Regions from separate parts of the Mus musculus genome. Here region 2 is linked to region 1. The links are chromatin contacts, called in public promoter capture Hi-C maps. All regions are on one chromosome and are shown on one strand. Each heading gives the region's core, a stretch centred on a gene start, on an enhancer-like site or on the middle of the called end of the contact. The rest is flanking DNA. Distances are from core to core; before and after follow the strand shown. Region 1 holds the start of Pccb (propionyl Coenzyme A carboxylase, beta polypeptide). Region 2 holds the start of Ppp2r3a (protein phosphatase 2, regulatory subunit B'', alpha).

What was found. Capture Hi-C pulls out chosen DNA fragments and counts their contacts.
Region 2: a promoter capture Hi-C map of adipose tissue shows a contact between it and region 1. The contact joins the promoter of Ppp2r3a here to the promoter of Pccb in region 1. A contact is called at or near these places in 4 of 39 promoter capture datasets (fetal liver, liver and pre-B cells), 6 of 484 Hi-C or Micro-C datasets (Th1 cells, cerebral cortex, embryonic stem cells and 3 more), 2 of 115 datasets of contacts at active chromatin or transcription factors (extraembryonic endoderm stem cells and memory CD8 T cells) and 3 of 9 other capture datasets (adipose tissue, liver and pancreatic islet).

The regions. Positions count from the first base shown.
Region 1 is chr9:101,033,493-101,036,192 of GRCm38.p6, reverse strand. Pccb (propionyl Coenzyme A carboxylase, beta polypeptide) reads left to right here and starts at 1,309. Exons shown (of 15, transcript NM_025835.3): 1 at 1,309-1,524. The coding sequence starts at 1,336.
Region 2 is chr9:101,250,400-101,253,099 of GRCm38.p6, reverse strand. Ppp2r3a (protein phosphatase 2, regulatory subunit B'', alpha) reads left to right here and starts at 1,268. Exons shown (of 14, transcript NM_001161362.3): 1 at 1,268-1,438.

The DNA of each region.
Region 1 (2,700 bases), core at 60-2,559:
GCCTTGCATCCCCTCTGATTAGTAGGTCTGAGCCCGAGCAGTCTGCTCCTAGTTTACTTTTCCTATTTCCTCCCAGCTAATGCCAAAGCCGCTGTGTTGACAAGATTCTCTTCTTGACCAAACTTCGGTCAGGCTCTACTGAGCATCTCTTGAATAGAACTGACCTTGGCTCCCAGGTCCTCTCTTCTAGAGGGTAGCTTTGCCAAGAATCCTGCTAAGTCAGTTATGCCAGAATCTTCCACCCTTGATGAGGGATCGCCCTCCATATTTGATAAGGTTCTTCTTCCACTGTCCCCCAAATGATGTCTGAGCACCCTGGCTTGCCTTCAACCAAGCAAACGTTGTTTGTCAGATTGCTCCTTGCCCTGTGTTCCCTATTAATTTTCTATCCATTGAGCTCCCTCCCCGATACATCTTGTCTTTGGTGTATTCGGGGTTGAGGCCAACCTCTCTCCCCTACTGTAAAACCCTATGGAGCCTAGACCTAGCACAATGGTCTCTAAAAGTTTACTTCACCATTCTGTGTCTCGTCACAAACTTAAAAAACATCAAATAATTTGTGTGTATCAGAGTTTGGGCGTGCACATGTGGAAGTCACAGGACAACATGGGGTGTCAATGGTCCCCTTATTTGTGTGAGAATTGGGTCTCATTTGCTTCTGTACATGCTAGGGTGGCTGTTCCGTGAGCTTCCTGGGATTCTTTTATTTCTGTCAGCTATCTCACCTAGGCAACCTCTCTGTACAGACACTCATTACTCTGGCTGAGTACTGAGTTTGGGGACCCCAATTTTGGTCCTCATACTCAGGCTGGCAAAGGCTTTAACTTAGCACTGAGCCAAGTAGCTTCCCAGCTCCTCTCCCCTTTAAGAGACCCTCTCTGGAGCTCAATACGTAGCTCACAAAACATTTCAGTCTTGACGCCATACAAACCTACTTCTGTTCCTGTGTATCCCATCTCTGAAATCTGGATATAAATTATTTCAAGGCTAAGTTTTAAGAGCAAAACCTGGCACAGCATTTGGTAAAAGTTGGTCAGAGCTCATTATCTATTCATTTTTGGGGGGAAGAGGGTCGACGAAGCCTGGAGTTTAGATGGCTAACGCAGAACGAGGAATGAAGTCCTTGTTCTGTGTGGCTACACGGGCACAGAGCTGAGAGGCAGGTATTTCCTAGAACAGGACCGCCTTGAGCCTGAATGCAAGCCTGTGACTGCTACCAGCTTTAGGGCCAGCGACGACGCGCAGGCGCAGACTCGCAATGTCTACGCTCTCTGCGCATGCGTCCTGAGGTGCAGTGTGTGTCACGCTGGCAGTCAAAAAAAAAAAAAAAAAAAAATGGCGGCGGCGATTAGGATTCGGGCGGTGGCGGCTGGAGCGAGGCTCAGCGTTCTGAATTGCGGCCTCGGCATCACGACCCGCGGCCTTTGCAGCCAGCCGGTTTCAGTTAAAGAGCGCATCGACAACAAGCGCCATGCAGCGTTGCTGGGAGGAGGCCAGCGCCGCATCGACGCGCAGCACAAGCGAGTGAGTCACGGGCGCCAGTGCGTCCCGCCCCCTCCGCTCCCGCCCTATCACAGCGCGCCGGGCTCGCGGCGCACGAGCCTCCCAGCCAATAGGCGCTGCGCCTGGGAGGGGCGCGGCGAGAACGTCCACCTGGAGAACCTAGAGCCCCCTCGGGTGTCAGTAGACATCTGCACCACTTAGGGAGGTCCCCAGGCGGTGGTGGTGGGCATTGGTCGTCGGATGGATGGATGGATGTGACCGGTCTCCAGCTGCGCTCCACTTAGCAGCTTTGAACTTTTGGGAAAGGTGGTCTTTAGAAAGCACCGTAAACAGAATAATGTCTTCCAGGTCTTGTTTGAATAAGATTGCCACGTTAATCGGCCACAGGCTCTGAATTTAAAAGACGGGATTGTTCTCCCGCTGCCTGAAAGTGTTTATGACAGTTTTTTTTTTTTTTTTTTTTTTCCCTTCCCTCTTCTCGGGGAAGGAAGCAGTAAAACCCAGGCACGAAGTATTAGAAAAAACTTGGTTATGTTCACATTAACCTGGTGTGTTGTCTCCCTGCGTGCTGGGGATTTGTGACGCCTGTGACCGAGGAAGTCTGGTTGGCCTCTTGAGAGGTTCATGTATCGATCTGCTGCATAGGAAGCAGGTGGACTTTCTATAAACTCTCAGGCTACTCTGCTGAGAGCAGCTGAGGCGGGAATCACATTTGAGCTTCTTCTGGGGAGGTCATTTAGCAGCAGAAAAACAAAAAACAACAGAAGCTGGAAGAGGTGACCCTAGACTTGAAGCCAGACTTGCCCAGTGTGTCCTTGACAACTGAGTGAGTCCAGGCAGAAGAGCTGGATAAGTTAACATGAAGGTTCCCTAAGGGAAGGGCTCCTGTGAAGGGCATGCAAGTCTTACCCAAGTGTGTGAAAATCTGGGTCAAATGTTGATTCAGATGTCCTGAGTTAGGTTTGAAAAAAGAAAAATGCTCAAGGAAAACTATTTATTCCTCTTGACACTTAGGGATGTAAATGTGGTTGTAAGGTTTATGGTGAGCCATAAGCCCTCTCTCCCTTGGGGTCCCTCTGAAGGGCTATTAAGTTCCCTGGGAAAGCCTGTCACTGCTCTGGTAACCTTTCTCTTGGGACACCCTTGCTCAGTTGCCTATTGCACCCCAGGCAAGATCCTGATGCTCTTACATTAAGG
Region 2 (2,700 bases), core at 19-2,518, 220 kb before region 1:
AGACCACATTCTAGCTATTAAAAAGATTAACTTGGTGAAATGACTCAGGATGTAGAGCCTGTTTGAGGCAATTTTATATACATTTTTCTTTTAAAAATAAAAATATATTTCTTATAATCAACCTTACACATAGCTACAGAATGTGAAATTGTATACATTTTGTATGCACCATCTATACCTAAATGTATGTACACATCACATATGATTTCACATGTACACATAAGGCACTCTGTAAGCAACTGTTGTTTTGCTAAGAAATGTTGACAGAAAGGAAGAGATAAAACACGTACGCAGAGCCTGTTCTCACAGTTTGCCTAATGCCTGGCTCTTTAAAGTCTTATCTACATCTGGTTCTTCACCTCTACGTGACCAAATGTCACGTACTGTTCCTTCCCCTGACTGGCTTGCTTGTTTTACCTATGTGCTTACATAATGATTGATTGACTTTTTAATTTAGAATTGAACTGCATTATTTTTATTGTTTAGCTGTGGTACTCATGTAGCCCAGGTTGGCCTCAAAGTAGCAGCAATGTCACCAAAGTTCAAACACTTGGAACTTCTTGTTCTCTATCTAGCCTCCTCCACCTCTGCAGAGCTTTGCAGACATACATTACCTCTCCCAGTTTATGTGGTTTTATCCTCGTTTACTATACCAACGGGGTTACATCCCTAGCCCAGTCAGCCCATTTATTTCCCACTTTTAGTAAAAGCAAACCTCGCTTATTATTTTAGCTAGGGTCAAAGCTTAAGAAATCAAAATTGCAAATGTTTCAGAACACTCCATTAAGTTGTGCATTTGTTTTACATAGCTTTGTTTATTTAACAATTTTTATTCTGTTAACAATTCGCTTAAAATAAATAAATAAATAAACTCTTCGTTCAAAATTCACACAACTTGGGTTGAGCGAATAGGAGCATGCTGGTGTGGGCCACAGTAAGAGTGTAGACTGTAGTCAGATGGGATAGCCTCCCGGAAGAGCAGGACAGTTATCGAAGAGGACAGTAAGAAGGGTAATAAAAATAATGACGGCCATCATAAAGTGTATACTCTTAACATGAAATTCAGTCCCCAAATAGTGCGAATAGCCTTCTCCATTACACTAAGTAAATCACAGCGGCGGCCGAGGCGACGGCTCTCGCAGTGCCCCTCAGGGCCCCCTTTCGGAGGAAGGAGAGTGGGAGGAACCCAGCACGGCCAGGTGGGCGGGGCCGGGGCCGAGGGGGCGTGTCTGGTGGGCGGGCCTGTGGCGCTAGTGGGCGGGGCTGTGGCGCTGGCGGGCAGCTAAGCTGCTGGGCGGCTGGGCGGGGCGCGCTCAGGCCTCGGCTCCTCACGCGCGGCGTAAGCGGCCCAGACCCCGCGCTGCGGGAAGCCGGGGTGGCGTGTGCGCGTCGCCTGCGAGCCGAGGCAGCCGCGGGAGGAGGAGCAGCGGGCACTGAGGTAGGCGCACAGACGCGGGGCCTTAGGCCGGTTCTCCTTGGGAGCCCCCGGCCCTCCACGGGCTGGCGAGGCCGAGGGGCGGCGCACAGAGACCGGGGCGGGCGGGGCCGGGGGCGGGGTCTGGCCTGGCCGCAGGGGCCGCGCGCGGTGAAGGGACTCCTGGTGGAGCGCAGGCACGCCACGCCAGAGGACTCCCGGGGCTGGCGGCCGTGGAGAACGGTGGCCCGGGAGCTCCGCGGAGGAGGCCAGGGGGCCGGATGGCCGGCGCCTCCCACCTCGCGGGACGCCCGGGCCGGGAACTCGTTAACAGGAAAGCTTGGCAGGGCAGCAAATGCCAAGGTTCTGGAAGAACTGAGAGTCACGTCGTTAGGCGCTGAGGCTTTATTTTCCTTCCCCGCCCCCTGCCCGGCCTCGGCCCGACTTGGCCAAAGAAGGATGTGTCACCAGTTCGGGGCTGCGGGCGGGATCCCAGCCACTCTGGGCACAGGGGCACCTGAAACAAAGGTATCGGGCGACCGAGTGGCTGAGCTGCGAGCACCTCAGCCGGTCCCACGGTCGCGCCGGCCGGGCTGCAGGCTTGAGGGGCGTTCTCCTTGGGGACCGCTCGATGGAAACCAGCTGGCCCGGCTTGGAGTTGATGTTGCATCGGAACTGTGTTGTGCTCACATTATTTCCATTCCTCCCACTCTGATAAAGCCTAGGGAAATTTTATCCCGCTTGATGGTCTGCAGATGCAGAGGGGGGAGGACAAATTGCTGTTTGTAAATTATAAGGTATTTTCTTTGTAGAAAATAGTTTAAGAACATAGAATAAATGCTTGAACACGTAAGCGGAGAGGATGATTTGTAGTGCCTTTCAAAATTGGAAAAGAGTTCCTCCACGGATCTTCAGTTATGTACAAAACGTCCCCCGCCTCTTTGGTGCCAGGCATTTTTCTTTGTTCTTCCTTAGTGTCTGGCCTCAGTTTCTTGTAAACAGAGCATCAAGCACAGGGACCCTAAGAATTGCCATACTAGGTCAGAGCATGGGCGTCCAGCTAAGCAGGCAGCAGGCTCGTGTTGTAGTAAACACAGGGCTTTCCTTGGCATCGTTAAAAATTATCTCAGTTTCTTTCACTGGTCTCCATGACGATTACTGAAAGCGTTCTTAAAAATCTGTAGACGGCTCCTGATTTGCATGCAATTTATTCACGTTTATTGCATTCAAAAGGCTGTCTCACCACTTCTGACAAAACTTATGGCATGAGATACTCGTGAGAGGGG